2 separate regions of the Mus musculus genome follow, and region 1 is linked to region 2. A link is a contact called in public HiChIP or PLAC-seq data. All regions are on one chromosome and are shown on one strand. The core of a region is the stretch at or near the end of the contact, and the rest is flanking DNA. Distances in the headings are between cores, read along the strand shown. Region 1 holds the start of Lrfn1 (leucine rich repeat and fibronectin type III domain containing 1). Region 2 holds the start of Rps16 (ribosomal protein S16).

The links. HiChIP or PLAC-seq counts read pairs in DNA pulled down with a chosen protein or histone mark.
Region 1: a contact with region 2 is called in an H3K27ac HiChIP or PLAC-seq map of microglia, with 7 times the contacts expected there. The contact joins the promoter of Lrfn1 here to the promoter of Rps16 in region 2. A contact is called at or near these places in 2 of 39 promoter capture datasets (liver and pre-B cells), 2 of 484 Hi-C or Micro-C datasets (CD4 T cells and Th17 cells), 4 of 115 datasets of contacts at active chromatin or transcription factors (the HPC-7 cell line, embryonic stem cells and microglia) and 3 of 9 other capture datasets (adipose tissue, liver and pancreatic islet).

The regions. Positions count from the first base shown.
Region 1 is chr7:28,449,064-28,454,549 of GRCm38.p6, reverse strand. Lrfn1 (leucine rich repeat and fibronectin type III domain containing 1) reads right to left here and starts at 2,312. Exons shown (of 5, transcript NM_001141921.1): 1 at 2,214-2,312; 2 at 21-53.
Region 2 is chr7:28,348,488-28,353,641 of GRCm38.p6, reverse strand. It overlaps Rps16 (ribosomal protein S16), which reads right to left and starts at 2,953. Exons shown (of 5, transcript NM_013647.2): 1 at 2,791-2,953; 2 at 2,549-2,650; 3 at 1,369-1,465; 4 at 1,232-1,279; 5 at 944-1,148. The coding sequence starts at 2,838. The coding sequence ends at 1,003. AF357399 (snoRNA AF357399) reads right to left here and starts at 2,102; the gene lies at 2,009-2,102.

The sequences.
Region 1 (5,486 bases), core at 1,063-3,562, 100 kb before region 2:
ACCCAAGGTAGTATACTCACCTCTCTTCAAGGAGTCAGGGCCTGGGCCGGTACCTGCAAAAGAACAAAACCAGTTAGCATCTTCGAGCTCTTTTCTAGTCACCAAAAGCTACCTTGGAGATCATCTAAGCCAAGGGAATCCTTACAGCGATTACTTTCTCAGGCCTCCTGCTGTAGGATCATCATACTCTCAGAGGGATCTAAAAGTCATGTCTAGACCTTAAGTGACTGCGTCTCAGGGTCCTGCATGTGAGCTTTGCCCTCTGAGGTCTCAGGATCTCTGAAACCTTATCCCTCCTGCACTGGCTCCTGACTATGGAATTTACCCACTCTTCTTAGCAGCTCTAGAATTCAAATTCCCAGCCTTCTCTTTTTGAGACTCAGAAATATGGGCCAGACATCTTTTCTTTTAGAACTTAAGAGTTTTCATCTGGGCTCCCAAACTTCAAAGACATGAGTGGTATCCAGAGTCCAGAAGCACTAGGGTTCCTACCATCTCCTTTCTGTCCACATTTACACTGGGGGATCCATCCCGATCTATGTGAGTCCGAACCCGAGCTCGCCCAGGGAACACCAGCCCAGTCTGGGTGCTCCATACCCTTCAGGACACTGAGCCCAGGAGACAGTCACATTTGTGTTCCAGGACCACACACTACGCCTTGGTGTGCTACAGATCACACTCACTAGACCCAGAATTAGGGTCAATCTTGTGCCCAAGGCACAGGTACACATGTATCTTGCAGAGATACAGGCCTAAACATACAGAACCTGGTCCCCAGAGACTAAAGTAGGAAAGGACTCCCAAGATAGACACACACCCTCAAGGCTGGCATATCTGCATACAACACTCATATACACATACACACAGGCTATCCGTTGCACACTCACAGATGTACAGCTACAGAAAAGCCCACATGCCCCTTAATAGACAACCAGACAGCTACGTCTATATAGCCTTTGCACACTTGTCAACACACAGTGGCTCACACATATAAGACTCACCTGCACAATGAAAGATACATAGGTGCACACTCTTACACACCTAAACACATTCGTGCAACTTCACATATTCCCACTGGGTAGTCATAGAGCAGATAAAGCACCAACAGACACACGCGTGCACAGTCAGTGCACGCCTCACACATGTACACAGAACCCCTGGCACGAACACACACTGACAAAGCAGGAAGCCATGAACAAGCACACTGGCACTTTGTAAGCACTCTAAGAGGCTCACCCATGGCAGATACACTCAGGCCACAGTCCCATGAGGAACCAACACACTTGTAAATGCACACAAAATACCAAAGCCCAGAGCAGTCAACAGAACAGCTAGCTTCACACTCAGTCACTGCTACCCATCCCTCATGGCCCTGGCTCTCCTGCCCCACCTACTTCCCAGGCCAAATACATTCTAACACCCCTTCCAGTCCCTGTTACACCCTTCTCCAAAAAGAATCGGGCACAAGCCAGGGCCAAAGGTCATATAGTTCAGCAGGTGGGATTCCATCAGGAAGGGGTTGAGTCCCAAAGCCGGGTTCCAACAAGATTCTGCCACCAGGAACCCCCAGAGTTTCCCCAGCCTTACCATCAAGATATAGGCAACTGGGGCGCTATCTGCAGATGCCCGGCAGGTGGGGGAGTTAGGGTGGGGTGGGGTGGGAAGGGCCAGGTCTTCAACCCCACCCTCCACTCTCCAACCCTCAGCCCCCACCCCAGGGCCCATCTGTCCATCCCTCGGCCTCTCATTCCTCCATCTGTCCACCTCCCGGCCTCCCATCCCCCCTCCCCAACCAACCACGGAGAAGAGGAGAAAGACATGGCCGTCTCCCCCAAGGATCACTGAGGACCCCCCCCCTCCAGTTGACATGTACCGAGGGATCAGCCAAGTCCCCCCCCCCCCATCTATTCGGAGACCTGGCCCCACTATGCGCTGAGCCTCAGCCCCCACCCCAGCAGGATACCTGACACAGACACACACACACACACACACACCCTTGGAGACATCCAAACCGCACACAACACACACACGGACACACACAGAGACATACACATACACACACACCCGAGCGAACACACCCGGCACCGCAGCCCCTCGCATGGACATCCAACCCAGCCGGACACAGACCCCCAACGCTGCCAGCCGCACGCGCGCAAAGGCCCGCTGGGCCCCCCCACCCCCCGCACACCTGGGCGCGCAGCCCCCGCACACACCTGCACACAGCCCCTCGGACGGGCGCGCCACAGCCCCCCAGATCCGGCGCCCCGGAGTGTGTGGGACACACGCGCGCACACACGCACACATGCACACATGCACACGCACGGCCGACCGCGGCCCCGCACACGCCCGGATGGCCACACCGGCGGGGCGCCCGGCACACACAGGGCCGCGGGCCGGCGCACGCCGGGCCCCGCCGCAGCGCCGCGGACACACGGGCACGCTCGTCCCCGCGCCCCCGCCCGCCGCCTCCAAAGAGCCCCCGGGGCCGCCGTGGGCCACGCTCACCCAGCCCGGGGGAGGGGGCCCGGGGCCCGGCCCCACCGCCGCCGCCGCCTCGCGCCGCGCCATGGTGGGGGGAGGGTCGGGGGAGGGGGCGCGGTGCCGCGGGGCCGCCTCCCGCCCGCCTCCCGCCTCCCGCCCGCCCTCCCGCGCGCCGCCGCGCTCCGCCCTCCGCGTCGCCGCCGCAAGGGGGGGAGGGGGCGCGGACCGGAGGTGGGGCGGCCACACGCACTCCCAGGTCGCCGCAGACCCCCTCTCCACTGCAGAGCGCCCTGGTCCAGCCCCCGCCCCGGCCCCACCCCTGTCCCCTAGACCACGCCCCAGCGGCTACTTGGACCCCCTACACACACCCCTGCTCTCTCCATCACATCCTTAGAGTGCGGGTCTTTGAAGCCCCAGACCATGTTGGAGAGCCACCTGGAACCAGGAACTGTTCTACTCTTTTTCGTGACTTCAGACAGGGGTGGAGGCACACCCTGTCAGGAACCCTAAACCATATACCTCTAATTCCAGAAGCACCCCCCAGGTCATATCACAACATCCCAGGGGATCCAGATACCAACCTACCTCCCAGTCATCCTAAATCATACCCAAGGCTCAGATAGATGGTCCACAGACCACACCCCGAAATCCAGGGAGGACTCAGACTATATGTCAGTGTCCATAAAGAGCCTACCATAGCTTGATTCACTGGTGAACCCTGAGGAGCCACGCCATGTTTCATAGCCATCCAGAGTAAAAACTGATCCAACCCCAGCAATGTCTTCCCTCCATCAAGGACTTTAAACTGTTCCCTGTCCACCAGTAGCAATTGTATGCCATGGCTAATGTCTGAGGAACGCCAACCATCTCTTCTCCCTATGGGAAACCCTTAAACTTTCCTCATTTCTCCAATGATACCTCAGGTCTTCCTTTAACACTCTTGGGAACCTTGGAACTTTCCCTCTGTCCCTTTCAGAGCACCCCTTCCTTGGTTTACCTCTGCCACCATTTGCTGTAGGTTTCTTCCCACCCCCACCTCACCCACCCCCACTCCACCCCTCACTCCCAGCAACCAGTCCTGCTGCCTTCAGCCCCCTGCAACCCCTTCCTCACTCTCACTCCTGTAGATCCCTGAATACCTTACTTATTCCTTGTTTGGACCTTCAGTGTTTAACTCCTACCCCAGAGCCTACCTCCTGCCCTTTTCTCAGAGTCCACTGGGTGTCTCAGGCCATGTTCCTTCACTTTCTGACATACACATGAACTCCCAAACTCAGCAAGGCCTCCCCTCAAAATATATAGAGTTTTTCAGAGTTTTTAATAGTCAAATGCAAAGATCTGGTTCAGTTCAGCTCCTTCACTGCCAAACCTGGGGACAGGGACTGTTTCAGCTTCTCTGCCTTCTCCTTGTCTGTGGCCACCAGGGTGTAAAGGCTACAGTGAACCTTGAACTTCACATTATCCTTGTTCTTCTTGATCTTGACAGATCTGGCATCCTTCTGCAGGGCTGTGAGCGGGAATCAAGTCCTTGATTCCCTCAATTTTCCAAGGCGTGGCGCTGGGTGCCTCTGCTCCCGTGTCCACCCTTACTCCCCCCCCCCAAAAAAAAATAAAACTCACAGTGGCAAGAACCGGAAAAAAAAAAAAGGAAAAATTCTCAGTATCTACCTTACTGTAGTCCCCAGATCTGTAGTGTCTCAAACACTTTCCACTTAGGGACCCCCCCCCCATAGGGAGACCCTCACCCCAACCCCAGGACAGCTCACCAATGCAGATGACAATCGTCCAATTCAAACCCAGATGAGCAGCAGGGGATGCTCCTAGTCTCCCCTCTCAGACTGCCTGCCCACACTCTCCAGACACCATCTCCACATGAGCAAGGGAGTATAGGGCTGAGGAGACAGCAGGAGAAAAGGACTGGGGAGATCTCTGAGCCTGTGGAGAGCTTGCTGTGCAGCACAGGGGGATGGTGGCTCACTCCAGCAACCCAGGCTCTGTGGAGGCTGAGACAAGTAGATCCCTGGAGCTTTTCGGCCACCCCATGTAGCCTAATCTGCTAGCCGTAGGCCCCAGTGAGAGACTCTGTCTCATAAACCTGGTAGACCAGGGCTACAGAAATGGCTCATTTGTTAAGAGTGCTGATTGCCACTGCAGAGCACCCAGGTTCAAGTCCCAGCACCTATGTGTGGTGGCTTACAATTGTCTGTAATTCCAGTCCCAGGGGATCTAGCATCTTCTTCTGACCTCCACACGCACCAGAAATGCACATAGTGTGCAGACACACAGGCAGGAAAAACACTCACATGGACAAAATAATTTTAAAAAGAAAGAAAAGCCAGGTGATGGTGCCTCCTGCCTTTAATCCCAGCACTCAGGAGGCAGAGGCAGGCTGATCTCTGAGTTCGGGTAGGGAGCTGGAGAGATGGTCAGCGGTTAAGAGCACTCACTGGCTGCTCTTCCAGAGGACCCTGGTTCAATTCCCAGCACCCACATAGAGGCTCACAACTGTAACTCTAGTTACAGGGCACCAGACACCCTCACCCAGACATGTGTGCAGGTAAAACACCAAGGCACATAAAAGAAAAATAAATAAATTATTAAAAACAACGATAAAACAATAAAAATAAGGTGAGCCACTCCTGAGAAACAACACCTGAAGTTGACCTCTGCCTTACACACACACACACACACACACACACACTCACATGTGTGCACACGTAGCACACATAATGAAGTAGGAGAAGACCTGCAGCAAACAAACGAGACAGATGTAGCACTGATTCTAGGGCATTCAATTACGAAGGCTCTCCTCTGACTATCCCTATTTTACAGATGAGAACCACTGAGGCAGAGAGGTCTAGTCACTTGCCCAGGGTCACACAGTAATAAATGGCAGCATAGCATGTGCATGAAGAGGAAGCACACATAAGCATCCAAAAGAGGGGTGACATTGTCCCTGGACTGGAGGTGTGGGCAGAGGGGAAGGTAACAGGAACACATAATGG
Region 2 (5,154 bases), core at 1,704-4,203:
CTGAAGCTCACTACCTGATTTCAGTAAGAGATCTTGTTCAACCTGCCCTTTGGCCTCCCTCAAGTGTATATACACACTGTCTCAAAAATCTTGGGGCTAGTAGAGGTTTAGCTCCAAGTTAAACAAGGTGCTGGCTGCTCTCCTAGAGGACTTGGGTTCAGCATCTAAATGGTGACTCCTACCAGTCTGTAAATCCAATTCCAAGCGCGCACCACCCTCTTCTGGCCTCTGCAGGAATTGGGTGTGTGGTGTACATACATACACACCTACCTAGCAAAACTCATACACATAAGTAACAAAGAATCTTTCAACAAAATTTAAGGTGGGCAGCATTTGAACATCCAAGATGGCCCTCTGATGTCTACATGCACTTACATACACCCATAAACATAAAAACCCAGGCTCTGCCCACCATGCATTCCACCCAAGGGAAACAAACTAAGCCTTCTACCTGCCATCTCTACAAACCATAAAGGCCAGAGAGGATTAAATGTGGTGGTCCACGCCTTTATTCCCAGCACTCGTGAATCAGAAGGAGGCACAGCTCTGGAGTCGATATAGTTGAGTTCTAGGATAGCCAGGGGCCAAGAAAAACCAGGTCTTTAAAAAAAAAAATAGGGGCCAGGCATGGTGGCGTACACCTTTTATCCCAGCACTCCGGAGGCAGAGGCAGATGGATTTCTGAGTTCAAGGCCAGCCTGGTCTACAAAGTGAGTTCCAGGACAGTCAGGGCTACACAGAGAAACCCTGTCTCGAAAAACAAAAAAAAAAACAAACAAAAAAGTAAAAATAAATAAATAAATAAGCAAGCAAGCGTATACACACAAAAACAGAGCTCAAATGCTCTGGAAGGCAGCCATTACTCCTTAGTGCCACTTACTAAGGGAGTTTCTTGCACTGTCCAACCACACTAATACTACAAAAAGAGACCAACACAAAAACAGGAACGTTAAAATCCTAGGATGTTTATTACAAAGGTAAACCCCGATCCTTGAGATGGGCTTATCGGTAGGATTTCTGGTATCGGGCACGGGCACCAGGACCTCCAAACTTTTTGGATTCGCAGCGACGGGGGTCAGCTACAAGCAGGGTCCGATCGTATTGGATGAGGATATCTTTGATCTCCTTCTTGGAGGCTTCATCCACATCTGGAGATTAATAGACAAGACCTTTAGTTTGGTCCTACCACATAGCCCACCCGCCATGAAATGAAAGACCAGCTCTCACTCACATTTTTGGTAATAAGCTACCAGGGCCTTTGAGATGGACTGTCGGATGGCTGCAAGACACAATGACCAAAAAGCTTAGTGAAGACCCAGTCCTTCCAGGAGCTGCCTCACACCCATAGGCTTAGATCCTGAGACTTACCATAAATTTGGGCCACATGTCCACCACCCTTCACACGGACCCGAATATCCACACCAGCAAATCGCTCCTTGCCCAGAAGCAAAACAGGCTCCAGTAACTAGAGAAATGGGAAAATATGGGGTTAGGGAGTTAAGTCATACCCTGACTTAACCACTCTCCATGGACATTCATCATCTCCCTTTGTGTGGTTCCCACCATCACCAGAATCAAGGAGGCAGCCTATCCTAGGATCCCTGTGCCCCTCAGAGTCCCATGTATATGTGCCCATAGAGACCAGAAGAGGGCCTGAGACACCGAGGAGCTGGAATCATGGAGTGACAGGCAACTATGAACTTCCCCAAACAGGAAGCAAGGTCAGACAGGTCCACTGTTCTCACAGTGGTCATTCCATCTTCTCTTTGGATCAAATTTGTCCAATACCTAGGACCAGTCTATCCAGAAGCTCCCCGAGTGGCAGGCCTAGAGCCACCTCCATCACTGGTGTTGGCCCAATTCACAACACAGGGTACACACACCAATCGTTCAAATAAACTGACAGACTGTCCTTTTTAGTCACCTGACAGACTTGGATTAGACTAAGCACGGGGGTCTAGTGGCATTAACATCAACACTACCATTAGAATGCATTGTCTGCAAGGTATGATATTCCTTCTTACATGTACCAAAACTCATACAACAATGAGTTCTGGGTTGCAAAAGAGGATTTGTTCTTGCACTTGTTTTCCAGTTTTTGCCCACTAGTTCAACAAAAACCCATACAAGTGCTACCAATGTTAGACTTCAGAGGACTCCTATTGTATTTTTCAAGGTTCCACGTTGTAGCCCCATGCTGACCTAAACGGCGGCGCTTTGGATTCGTAACTCGTAGTATGCTATCCTCCAAGGAGCTAGGAGTATACACATGAGCTGTAAACTCATACTTCTAGACCAGAAATCGTCAATTAGGTCGGATACACTGTGCTATTCTCCTGGCCACGGGCCCCTCGCATCTGGAGAGCTTCGAGGTTATAGAATAGGCCACGTTTTCATGTATTTTACCAGCTCCGACTTCATCTTTCCCGAGCCCAGGTTAAGGTCTACCGCGAGGTAAGCCATCCTCCTTCCCCCACCTCAACTCCCTATCATCCCGGGGCCTTCCCTTCCGTCTCGCCACCCGGACGCCCATGCCCGACCCCAACACCTTGTACTGCAGCGTGCGCGGCTCGATCATCTCCAGGGGACGTCCGTTCACCTTGATGAGCCCATTTCCCCGTTTGCAGTGGGCCACAGCCGTGGCTGTTTTCTGTGAAGGGCGAGGGAGACGGCGGGGCCGTGTGAGCGCGGGACCCTGGCTCAGCGGGCCCCAGCTCATCATGTCACCCAGCCAGGGCCTTCTCACCCCCCTCCCCACCCCCACCTCTTTCTATGCCGCCCCTGGCACACCTTGCGTCCGAAGACCTGCACGGACTGCAGCGGACCCTTGGACGGCATAGCTCCGAGCACAAGCACGAGCTCCACACCGCGCAGCGCCGCGACCGGAAAAGGGAAGCGCGGGGCCAACCCAGCCGATTTTTCAGGGTCTGCGCAGGCGCATTGAGTGCTACGTCACGACAGAAGCGGGCTTTACGGCTGACGTCGAAGCCTGAGAGGGGACGTGTGAATTGCGGCGGGAACGCCTTCAGGCAAGGGAGGGGGCGGTGTCGGAGGGGAAGGGGCGGAGCTGTGCGGGACCCGGAGGGTGGGGACTCCGTCCAGAACTCGGAAGATGGGGCTGGCCTCCTTTTTCCATTGCTTTTCCGCAGCCTTGGTCTTGACTTTCGGCCAGTTCTTATAGACATTCCTGCTCTTCGATGCTCTCCTTCGGCGCTTCTCCAGGCCGATTCTCACCCTCTTCCTCCCACCCTTTCCCAGGATCCCCATCCCATCGGAGTCTTCCCGCATCCACTATGCTAAGTCAAGCTGGCTTTTCAGAATCTTGCCTCCAGAACCCTCTTTCCTAGCCCTTACGATCCCCCGTCGCGAATCAGCCTTTCACCAGAATTGCCTTCCTCTTCTTCCCAGGAAACCTGACCCCTTAAAAGCCCTTTCCAGCGCTCTCCTAAATAAACTTCTCTTGCCTTCTGGTTGTGCCTTATATACGTTTTTTTTCCTCACAGACTCGGGCCTTCGCCTGCTTTCGCTGCCAAAATTAACTACCTCTTTGGTGGCTCCTCTCCCCAGCAACTGCTCCAGGGACATTGTTCTCCCAGCTTGACCCTCCCCTAGAGAACTACCCTCAGGACCTGTCTTCAGGGCAGTTATCTTAGATCATTATCCAGAATCCTCCAAGTAGCCTTGTTTTAAGATTTAATACTTTTTTCGAGGGCAGGTTCCCGAGGGAGGCCTCCAATCTCCTTGGAAATGTAGTTACAGGGTGTCTGAGCCACACCCAACTTGTGTACCTGTAACCAAACTCAGGTCCTCTCTAGGAAAAGCAGTTAGTGCTTTTAACCACCATCTTTCCAACTTCCAAGTGACCGTAATGCTCCTCTAAACCCTCCGCTCTATGTGTTTACTCCACAGAATTCTCCAGCCTACCAACCTGAGGAAAACCAGCTTTTAACTTTTCCATAGTACCCACCCCAGAATTGTTCTAAGTCACTGGGCAACAGCTTCTCAGGATTGCCTCAGTTTCTCTTGCAGCACAGGGTGTGGAGGACATTAAGGGATGTGGAGACATTTGGAAGGCAGAGTTGTCAACAAAAAGACTAGGTATGGTCATGTGCACCTGTAACACTAACACTTGGAAGGAGGAGGAAGGGTCAGGAGGAATCCCGACGCCATCCTCTCCTCATTATGAATATCTGGCCAGCCTGGGCTACATGTGACCCTGCTTCAGAAAGAAAAGAAACTAGCTAGCGAAATGCCCAAGCCTGAGGGCCCGAGTTTGGTTCCTGGGACTCACAGAGTAGAAGGAGAGAACAAACTCCTGCAGGCTGTCTTCCAAGCTCCACATGTGCACGCGCATACACAGACACACACTTGAATGTAATAAGATGGAAGACACACAGTGGATCTCTGGATTAAAGGTCAGTGCTCCAGGCCAGCCCAAACCAAAGCATAGCACTGTCCACACTGGCGTGACCATGCCTTGGCAGTGGTAACTCCTTCTTGGAGCTGGGAAGTTAGGGGAAAACCACTGGGCTCTGTGTGCAAGCAGTTATGCATGCTTGAACACGCTCACAGGAAACAGTAGGGCTGATGTTCTGGATTTCTGACCCACTACCACAATCTTCAGCAGATAAACGTCTTTCAGACACATAAGTGATAATCATGTTGATTACAGTCACACTTAAACAGCGCTTGCTCTTCGCCAGGTGCTGATCTACTCTAAATGTGCCGAGTGCGTTGGCGAGTGTTCTCTCTAGGCTGGCTAACTCCGAGGTGGGCAGACATATGATGGCTACACAGCACAATATTTGTCCTGGACATCATAGATTCATATTTGTCAACTTCCAGCAGATGGCAGTAAAATTCTTTGTCCTGCCCTGGTGGGTCCTTCTGTCCACCCACTCCCTTACAGCCCACCCCCTACTCCCCTGCTCCATCTCTCAATTTCTTTTGGAGTCCAGTCTGGCTGGAAGTCACAATATAGCTAAGGAGAAGCTGACTTTGAATCCCTGATCCTCCTGCCTCCACCTCCCCAGTACGGGGACTACAGATGTGTATGTACTTCTGCATCCAGTTTTAAGTGTCTTAAGGAAAGGGCGCATCTTTTTCCTTTTGTTTGTTTGTTTTTTGTTTTTCGAGACAGGGTTTCTCTGTATA